Regions from separate parts of the Sus scrofa genome. Here region 1 is linked to region 2. Evidence: chromatin contacts called from public Hi-C data. All regions are on one chromosome and are shown on one strand. Each heading gives the region's core, a stretch centred on a gene start, on an enhancer-like site or on the middle of the called end of the contact. The rest is flanking DNA. Distances are from core to core; before and after follow the strand shown.

What was found. A called contact is a pair of places that touch in the nucleus more often than the background predicts.
Region 1: a Hi-C map of skeletal muscle shows a contact between it and region 2, with 4 times the contacts expected there. The contact joins two enhancer-like sites. A contact is called at or near these places in 3 of 47 Hi-C or Micro-C datasets (psoas muscle and skeletal muscle).

Annotation. Positions count from the first base shown.
Region 1 is chr1:115,990,974-115,996,712 of Sscrofa11.1, reverse strand. All of the region lies in intron 5 of NEDD4 (E3 ubiquitin-protein ligase NEDD4), which reads right to left. Among named protein-coding and RNA genes, the nearest start is that of NEDD4, 52 kb to the right of the region's middle. Within about 2 kb of position 3,077, at least 1 of the 83 cell types and tissues checked has an H3K27ac peak or open chromatin away from gene starts, as enhancers often do. A contact at or near this core is called in skeletal muscle, where this site is marked.
Region 2 is chr1:115,879,941-115,885,152 of Sscrofa11.1, reverse strand. No RefSeq gene overlaps it. Among named protein-coding and RNA genes, the nearest start is that of NEDD4, 59 kb to the left of the region's middle. Within about 2 kb of position 3,427, at least 3 of the 83 cell types and tissues checked have an H3K27ac peak or open chromatin away from gene starts, as enhancers often do. A contact at or near this core is called in skeletal muscle, where this site is marked.

The DNA of each region.
Region 1 (5,739 bases), core at 1,828-4,327, 110 kb before region 2:
ATGATACAGAATGTGAAAATATCAAATATCTACTTTCAGATCAAAAGTCATTACAAAGCTTTTGCAAAACTAATATTGTCTCTCAAAATGTATAATAAACATATGCTAGTTGGCAGCAAATAAATGAAATAAACATTACCCTGCAGACTACAAGGTCTTATCTTCATTCTAAGCTGTAAACACATAACAGAGCAGATACAGTTAAAAGTTCTCACTAGATTTAAAAAATTAGTCACTAACGAGCTATTGATTATACAAAGCTAGAAACTGTAAACTATTCTGCTAGAGACTGGTAGCTAAACACAGAAGAGAAGAATCTGTAGACCTCTTGGTGCTTTAGAAACCAGGGTCCCTGACCAAAGCAGTGATTTAATTTTACGGCTGCTGGGTACAGATAGCTGACATTACTAAATGCTACTCTAATATCAACTTGTTAAATGTGAATCCAGACTCAGCATATCAGAATACTAACCCAGACTAACTGGAGTCATGGGAAATATTTTGGGAGCTGTTTATTTATAAATGAGTTACAATACACAACTATAATTAGATAAATATATAATTATTGATAAAACATGGTATTATTTCTAAAACCCCATTATTGTTGTCACCACTACGTTTAGAAAAAACAGTATTTTCCTCTTAAAGTAAGCCCTTGATTTATTGCTAATCAATTAGATCAATTCAGACCTGGTATGTTTTAAATTTAATGGTCACTATATTGTTTATAATATTTGAATAAAGAGTTGTTTAATAAACAGTAAAAGGGGGGAACAATTTAAAGCTCTCCAGCAAATGACACACTTCTGAACTATTTTATAATCCAATAATCTATCAGAAAAAATAGAATCTGCAGAAAGCTAGCCATTTGGTTGTCACTAAAAATATTTAAGTTAGCTTACCTAAGTTTAAATAAAACAAATAAAAGTGCATTTTTTTAGCCACGCAAAAGGCATTTATTTAGACATACTTTACTAAAAAAAAATTAAAAATACCATTTTTCAAAAGATTCAACAACAACACACTATAATCAACTATTTTAAGGATATTTCTGGGATAATTATTCCTTTCAGATTAATTATTTAATTAAATGTAAAATAAATATACAAGATACATGTAATTCAATTAGCAAACTATTAATGTTTCTACACAGTATCACTTAATTGCTTTCTTTTAGAAGACAAAACACTTGAATGGATTATAAACTAACAGCTGGTTTTTAAAAAGTTCTGTAAGTGGAATTAATAATTCTAAAACATAGATCAGAATTTGAAATATGATCTTTATTCATCCCCAATAAAGTAGTTATTAACATCTGGACATTGAGTAACAATGATTAGATTTATCAGATTTCAAAAGAGAGGAAACAAACCAGCAATTACTTAATATTTTATTTATCCAGAAGTTTAAAAAAAATCTTTAACATGGATATCAAGTGTTCTATAAACACAGATTAGGCAGACAAATTTTTTCCCCAAAAAAACTATTATGAACTGTCATCTAGAATTGGTTTAGTCAGAAACATTTTTTAAATTTCCTGAAATCTGGCAAGATCTTCCAAATACAGAAATTTAAAAAATCTTTTTAAGTTCAAAACACTTAAAATACTTTGGAAAGGCCAAACTACATAAAGAACAGTTTTGGTTAAGATTCACTTGAGTTAAATTACTGATATAATAATGCAAAATTACCAAAATAACAAATTTATAGGGTAACTAGAAAATTAAGGAAAATGCTTAGCAATTGAAACCAAATTCAAAAATATAAAATTTAGAATTTAATATGTTAAAGAATGAGTTACATTTTAGAAGGCACTCTTAACTGGTAGCTAAAGAAAAATAGGGTGGAAACAAAATTCCTGTGGCTAAGGGTATATACAAACACAAATGCCATTTATTTTTCCTCTGTTTTAAACATTCAGAACAACAGTTTTTATTGATGATCTAATAAATATATGTATTTTAAAGAAACATTTTCTCTGCACTCATTTCTAAGAAGATTTTCACATTTTATGTAAGCTTTTTATTTTTTGACATTTTAAGCAGCTTTCTATATTTTTTTTCCACAATGCTTAAGGAGAGGAAGAATACTAAATGAGCATTTGTAAAAGTAGGAATAAAATCCTGAGTTAGACATTTAAATATTATGCCACTTGAGGGAAAAACATACTGAGGTAAAATGTTATGAAATAATTTATTATTTAAAGCTTGTTTTTATGCTACAGAAATGTTTTATGGCTCATATCACTTTGGAAAGTTCTTTTTAAATGAATATTTTCTACACTGATAAAATAACAGCTAGAGAGAAAAACTACTGGGCATTTTTTCAGATTCACAAATGTAAAGTTCATGACTACAAAGTACTTGCTAGCTAAGGACTAAAAAATACATAAAAGTGCCAAGTTATAATAAACTTAACCAAATATTTCATAAAGTTATTACAGTATAAATTAGTATTTATCAAGACCAAAGGAAACTTACCTTACAAGAATGCTTTAAAGAATTAGATGGATCATTTGTGAAATCTCTGTTGCTGTCTCTTGTTAAATTATCAACTTTACCTTCATTTCCAGATGCAAACTTTATGAGCAATTGAGATGGTCCCCCCTTAGAACAATTGTGCTTAAGGCTGGATAAACAGGAAATATTTGGATAAGTTCCTCCCAATGAAATACTTCTTCGTAAAATAGCATGGTTTTTGTTTATCTGTAAGTTTGGTCTTTCCAACTGTCTGCTGATATTGATTTGACAATCTATATTTTGGGAGGATGGTAAATATGCAGATGTCCTATGCATACGCTTAATATACTCTGAATCAGAGTTAAGCTTAATTTCTGACATCCCTGGTTTACAGTCACCATTTGCTGTTTCACAATTTAATGTAGTTGCTTTCTGTTGGGTGAAATGCACTGAAACACAAGAATATCCTTCAGATGACTTTTCACAGGCGGTCTGATTTGGACTATTATTTGCAATAACAGTTTTCTTTTGTAATGAGCCCTTCCTGTGAAGGGGTCGTATGTCTCTTACTTCTCCAGGAGTAGAGGTTGTTTTAGACAACCGAAGTCCGTTGACAGCTGTTGAAAGAAATCCCTTAGCATTAGTGCCATCTTCATTGTGGGCAACTTCACTAGGAGAAATAACAAACTGGTGTGAGGTCTGATAGGATCCTTTGCTCAGAAAAGTACCTGTACTTGTAGGAGAAGTTGGTGGAGTATTTGAAGGACTCCTAGGAAAAATGACTAAGGATGAACAACGTTTTAGAGGAATTTTTGAGTTCCTGATCATTGGCAATTTCATGATCTCTAGTCCATGATCCAAGTCATCCTGGACAAAGGGAACTGTACTTGTACTTCTTGACAAAATTTCACATGGAGCAGTATTCCTGTTTGGCACACTTCTATTGGAGGTGCTGTCAGAAGACAAATTTCCACCAAAAAAGGTATCATCAGTTGGCGGAAAACCACAACCACTGCTGTCGCTGGTGATACTGTTGGTGTAGGAACCTCCACTGGTGATACTGGTGCATGACCCATAATCGCTACTGTTGCTGCTATAAGACCCATTCTCACTGGCTGAAAAGTTACTAAGGCTACCACTGCAAATGACAGAACTGCTTAAAAAGGTACCATCATCCACAGCACTCAGGTCGTTATCAACCACAGCACTGCCATCCTTCAAGACACAAGTAAATGAAGCATCATCACTGCCAGCTAAGACATGGCTAGACTGAAGACATCCACTGTACCTTGTTGGCTGGAGTGAAATCTGCAGACAGCTGCTCTTTTTATTAACATTTTCAGGTGAAGGAACAGATGATCTTTCCTGAGACTTAACGTTTTCCTTTATTAACGGAGCTAGTGCAGTTTGTCTGGGAGTCAGCTTCATTTGAACCACGTTAGAGGTTGAAATCCGTGTTGGTCTTGTGAAGCACATGTGAATACTGCTATCCAAATCATCTCCAGAGGTTTCTGACAAAGGGTAAGTATTGCTTCTTCTGGCTGCAAAGTGCAATCGTAAGCTTTGTGCCATTTGTTCTCATTTCCAAACATGTTAAGGGCTGAAAGTCATAACAAAGATCTCTGTCGGTAGACAGGCTAGAAGCAGCTGCACTGCATCGAAAGAAAAAATCATTTGTGGTGCCTAAAAGAGCTCGTAAGTAGTGGTCTTTATCCTGAGTAAAACCTTAGAGACCAGATATCGTAGAAAGAAAAAGACGGCCCATTCCCGAGACTGACGACTGACGTTTCCAAAATGTCTTGAATCGCTTGTAGTCAAAATGCCTTCACTTACAAAGCACTTGATTTCCAGCGACCTTTAAGCTGAGCTCAGCTGCAGCACACTGCCTCAAACACTGCCAACCTTGTTTCAATTATACCTTCTCCAATTTGCATGAATGAGTAACACAAGAACAACAATCTTCTAGCATTTCAAGTTGAAACAGTATTTTTCACTCCAGCTCTACTAAATGAACATTTAACTATGTGAATCACGGTGCCTATACTTTCTCCAGCAGTTTGACCACTAATATTTTTACCCATAGGGATAGAATTACAGGAAGTTGGTAGGAATGAAACCCCATGTAATTGAGTATCAAATCAAGGATTGAATTTCCAAATAGTGGTCATACTGGAATCTAGTCAACTTAGTAAATGTAGAAAGGAATATAGACTGTTAATTTTTTTTAAATGAGTAAGTTCAAACAGTTGTATAAACTGGGAAATATCAAAACTGAGGTGAATTAAAAATTTAGCATTAAATCAAATAGATACATATTTTAGCTTCTAAAACACGATGTACTTATAAAAAGTGAAAGCTTAAGGATCGAAATACAAAATTAGCCTAGTAATCTATTGCAAAAATTGAGCATACATCTGAGAAAAAAAAAATTTTGAGAGAAGCTGTCACCAAGCATTTTCTCCTGTAATTTTAAGGCCTTTTCAGCCAAGCAGTACAGTCTTTAAATGATGCCATTTATATTTGGACTATTAAAACTCTGCCAAGAAATAGGCTAAGAAAACATTCCATTAAAAATATATGCAGATTAGACAGAAAAACTATACCCCAATATAGTTTGAGCACACAAGATATTTTATTCCACTGTCTCTGCAATTCATTCACTTAAGAGAGTGTTGTGGTAAGTAAAGAAGTCTAAAAAGGATTTAACACATCAAATAAACATATCTCAATGCCAATTCTGTTGCGAAAAACTCTAGGAGCTCTTTGCTGGCCCCTACTGGTGCACTGAAACAATTCATTTAGTTGTTTGATACCTATAAAGAAGTACAAACCATGTCGCATATTTCTTTATATAAACAAAGTACATACTTGTTTACATTTTTGAGCACTAGCACTGCCCTAGAGGCAGAATTACTTACTACTGCTGATAAAGCTCCCACAGGAGAGAACAGTAGACTGTCTGTCCTTTCAGAGGTTGCAATTTTGTATATGTATTTTTTTCTGCTTCGTATTTATTTAACCTTTACTTTATTTTCAGTTTACTAGGTAATAAAAGTTTAATATTTTAATTTCTCCCCTAAATGTCATAGACCAAGGTTGGTATTCTGTTTGAAAGAAACAAATTTATTTTTAAATAATGCTCTAGGGTATATTTAAACCCCTTACCTGAATTTTACAGCTGGAACTCCAGTAATAAATATATACTGGCTCATTCATAGGAAAGTAAAAAGCAAAATAGTTCAGTTGTTTACACCACATGGTACTACACCCAAGTTGTATT
Region 2 (5,212 bases), core at 2,178-4,677:
CCTTATGCAAAACACATTCATCACCTCCAATATCCCCCCAAGTCTCGCCCAGTATGGCAGCAGCTCAGTGTTCAGAATTTCCTCATTTGTATCAAGTCTGGATGTGGATGAGTTTACTTCAGTGTGGTTCTTCTCAATCTGGAAATCTGTGAACTAAAAATTCAAGTTTTCTGTTACCATCACCATGCTCCCTTCTCAACCCAACCCCACATGAAGTGGTGAGAGAGAGAAAAGATAATAGCAGATGCCCCCATTCTCAGGGAGAGGACACTGAAGGCACAGAGCAGGTGCTGGTGCTTTGCAGTTCTAAAATCCAGTTGCACACGTGTTGCCAGTTTCTCTGGCTCTGGAGGCAGGGACAATTATTTGACTAGGGTCTGTTTCTGCTCCTTCTCCCACCATGCCCCACCAAATTACCATCACATTACCTCGTTCTTTTTTTCCTTGCCATTTGAAATGATCTTGTTTATAAATTTCCTAATGTGTTCACTTTTTTCCTTAATCCACTGTTCTTGGCTGTTGTCTCTGTCCTGTGAGACTTTTTTCCTCTTCCAGGAAAAAATTTCTCAGTCAGCTTCTTGCTCATGGACAGGTGGGGGCCTGGAGTTCTCTTTTCATTTTGAGCTGCCTTTGTTCCTTTAGTCGAAGTGTGTACTATTCCATTAAAAATGTTCTATATATTCAATTATAATCTATTCCATTAGACAAAAGTCACACTCCATCCACACATGTATTGGGGATGTCCAGGCCTTCTCCACTTTGAACTGTGAGGTCTTAAAATAGGTCTTAACAGCCACACCTTCAATGTGATCTTGACTAAAGTCACATTTTGCTGGCAGCACCCTGAGGCCATTTGTTACTTTGAGAACCCTTGGGGGCAGAAGAGTCTGGGATGGAGAGTTTTATTTTCCAACCCAGCAAGCCCGAGGTTGAGAATATTTCCTCTAACTGAACTGCTTGTTTATCCCTCCTCCCCATATTTTGTGATAGGCAGCTAAAAGAAGCAAATTACTCCTTTGGCATTCTACTTGGAAGTTTCCTTTGGCCAGATCCACATGCTCACTAAGCACATTTTCTGTCCTACATGTTCCTGGAGTCATTGGCTTCACCAACTGTTCCCCTGCTTTGCAACACAGATAACCATCTTTCCAGCCTTCAATGGCCACCCTTCCATCATTTCTCCCTGGCTCGGTCTCAAAATCACCTGTTTTAGGTTTCTATTACAGCAGCACCCCAGTTCCAGGGATTACTTTTTGTTTCCATTTTCTACTGCCATGTAATTAACCACCACCAAATATAATGACTAAAAACAATGATTTACTGTTTCTCAGGATTTTTTTTTTTTTTTTTTGGTCTCTTCTAGGGCCACTTTCCAGGGCATATGGAGGTTCCCAGGCTAGGGGTCCAATCAGCGCCGCAGCCGCCAGCCTAAGCCAGAGCCACAGCAACGCGAGATCCTAGCCACGTCTGCAACTTACACCACAGCTCATGGCAACGCCGGATCCTTAACCCACTGATCAAGGTCAGGGATCGAACCCTCAACCTCATGGTTCCTAGTTGGATTCATTAACCACTGTGCCACGAGGGGAACTCCTGTTTCTCAGGGTTTTGTGGATTGCCTACAGCAATGTGACTACATGTATTTGGGAGCTCAAGAGGGCTGGACTCGTCCAAGGCAAATTCTCATCCTCCAGAAAGTGTCTCCATAGGGCCTCTCATCACCACGAGTCTAGCTCAAGTCGCTTTTTAGCATGGTGGTTAGCTTCCAGAGAGAGTGTTCCAAGAGGACAAGCCCTAGTGTGCAAGCGCTTTCCAAGTCTCTTTCCATCACTTCTGCTATTGTCCCATTGGCTAAAACGAGGCACGTGATGAAGTCCAGCATCAGTGTGGGAGGGGATGCCGAGTGCACGAATTCTGGGAGGGATGATTTAGTGAGGCCAGGGTCTACTGCACTCTCCAGCTCTATGTCGACCAGTTTCTCCCTTGTTCACTATGCTGAACTTATGTCGTGTTTCTTTCTGTTCGCTGACACAGAAATCTCTTCCTTGCCTCAGTCCTTGTTTTTGATCTCTACCTGGATCATTCTATCTCATCTTCAAACTGCTGTTCTTTTATATTCTTTAGGTATCAGATACAATGTCACACCTCCCCTCTGCCAACTCTGCCAAGTTACTATTGTATTAACTTGTTCTATTCTTTCTTGACATGTGAAACAACCTGTTTATAAATTTTCTAATTTGTTTACTATTTTCCTCCCCTTGCCAAAATATAATATCATGAGGTCTTGTCTACTTTGTTCACAGCTGTATTCTCAGCACTCAAAATAGATCCTGCACATACTAAATACCTAATAAAGGTTTCTGGATGTATGAGGAATGAACGAACGGCTAGACAATGAAGTAACAAAATCTTAGTGTAAAGAAATTTATAAGTCGGAGTTCCCGTCGTGGCGCAGTGGTTAACGAATCCAACTATGAACCATGAGGTTATGGGTTTGATCCCTGGCCTCGCTCCCGTGGGTTAAGGATCTGGTGTTGCTGTGAGCTGTGGTGTAGGTCGCAGATGCAGCTCGGAACCCGCGCTGCTGTGGCTCTGGTGTAGGCCAGCAGCTACAGCTCCGATTAGACCCCCAGCATGGGAACCTCCATATGTCACGGGTTCGGCCCTAGAAAAGACAAAAAAAGAAAAGAAATTTATAAGTAAATGTGTTTATTTTTATAGCTATCGTATCAAGGTTTTAAAGAATTATTGATGACTAAAAATTGGGAGTAATCCCAGAAAATCTTTTTGAGAACTGGATTTAACAATGGTTTTTGCCTGCTGAAATATTTAAAATATATGATATATTTGAGATTTGCTTCAAACTAATCTGGAAAACATGGGGAAATAGGTTGGGGTACAGATTAGATGACAGTGACTTTTAACTGATGCTTAAATTGGGTTGTGTACATGAAGTTTCATGATAATGTTTTCTTAACTTAAATATTTGTTTGAAATTTCCATAGTAAAAAGTTTTAAAGTTACATGTAGATTATTAAGGGACTGAAGAGCATTAGAAGGGACTGTGAAAGATATTCACAGTTATAGACTAACTTGTTAATCTTCCCACTTTTTGTACATTTTTTAAGAAAGAGATATGATGGGAGGCATTTTAAAGATCATCTAGAAATGTCAATGGCTAGAGGACCTGAAGGTTATTTAGATATTGCATTTAACCTGTTACAGACCTTCCTTATTTTAAGATATTCCTGTAACTTTGCATGCAGAACAGATTTCTGTAAGGCAAGTCATTTCCCCATTGATTTACATTCAGTTTTGAAGACATGCTCTCATGCCTCCTGTTGATTTCTCTGTCTGCTAATTATAGCTCAAGGCAGGAGATGGGAAGTGCAAAACTCATGTAAGCTTTGGCATTTTGCCTTGATCTGGGGCTCAGTCAGGTATCCGATGCAATAAATTTTTAGGTTCTCTGCCTGGACCAAGAAGAAGCCAAGGGAGAGCAGGAGTTTGCCTCAACAGATGCCATCCTCAAGCTGACAGCTGCTTCGCCTGGCTTTGTTATCAGTCTGGGGAGTTGCTCATCTGTTGGCAGAATTCAATTAATAAGGGACTTTTAATTATTATGTATTTTCCATGTGAGTCTTAATTTGGGGAAATACAGACAAAACATGGTTTGTCCCTGGTATCAAGAAGCCTGAAGACTAAGGGCTGAGGAACAGGTACAGCTTTAAAGCATTATCTAGTATTTTCCACCCAGAACTAGAAGACTATTATGTGGTTGGTGGTTGCCATATCCTGGGCATTCATTTAAGGAATCAGGACCATGGGTCAAAATCATCCAACACAAATCCTACTCATTGAGTATGCTATGGAATCGATGATACAGTTGTTGGGGCAGAAGACCAGGTGCCTGGTTTCCAGGCAAAGCAGTGGGATCCCGCACTCCCAGAGAACCTCAGATTTATTATTACCAGGTAAGTCCATTCAGGAAGCCCATTCTGCTGGGCACTCTGCCTCTGGAATAGAGATAAGGAAACAAGTATGAATTTTTTTTTTAAATGTCCTTTGTGAATTTGTTTTAATGGAGGTCTCTTTGCTGGGATATATGTCCTCATTCACAGTTTACACACACCCTGCATTTAATCCTGTCTGATAACAAAGATAGTAGGGGAAAGGCCAAAAGACAGAAATGGAGGTGTATGGAGGGCAAAGACCTGGGGTAAGGGAGGCCTATCTGTTTATGGTGCTTTCAGCTGTAACAGTGAACTCTAAGTGTGGGTTAACTCACCCAGACTCACTTCCTCAGGCAGCTTCATCTTCTCAGGGAGGCTCTGAATTTGCAGCGGAAAAAGCACTGGGCCAGAGGCTGGGTAGCCTCAGTACTGATCTTGACTCATCACTTTTCTCACCTTTCCAAACCCTGTTTTCCCATCTGGACAAGGAGGAAGTGGTCCATCTTCTCTATCAGAATCTCAAAGTCCAGGAATACTGGGTGTGTAATTCCTGTGTGTGGGTAGTAGATCGTGGACAAAAGGAAGGAATTAGTTCTTCATTTTTCAATTATGTTCAAAGCCCCAAATTGACCTTGACTTTTTGGAATAAGTTAAATGAAGGTACTTGCCACAGAGCTCATGGAATGTGAGTCTTCTACTTCCTTCCTACAAATAAAGCCCACCTTCCATATGTAGGACCACCTCACCCAGTCAAGAGAGAGAAGCAGTTCTGATTTGCAAATGCAAACACAAGCTTATGCTGACTTCCTTTTAAAAAGGGCTTATTAAATTATTTATATATCTGCATGATATGATTTCACAGACTATAGTAGACTTCATCACCAAAATAAAAATTAAAACATAAAAATGTTATATTTTTATTGGAATTCATTTAGATTTGAGGATGTCACCATTTACAGACTCATACAATAAAATATTAGTTTAACCAAAGACTTGTTTAATACAAATATCTGGAGTTCTACCAGAAAGACCATAAGGCTATTGTCAAATCAGTTAAATCTCTGTTACAAGCAGTAAGGGTGACCATCTGTTGTGGCTGGCAAAGAAATTAACATATTTCAAAATGCAAATACATCTCAGCCTACCCCTCCAAAACCTCAAAGCAGGCATCTTGGCTATAGACAATTTGGATCTGATCTAGATCAACTAGATACTTCAACTAAAACAATATCCAATATATTTAAGTAGGCAAGAGATAT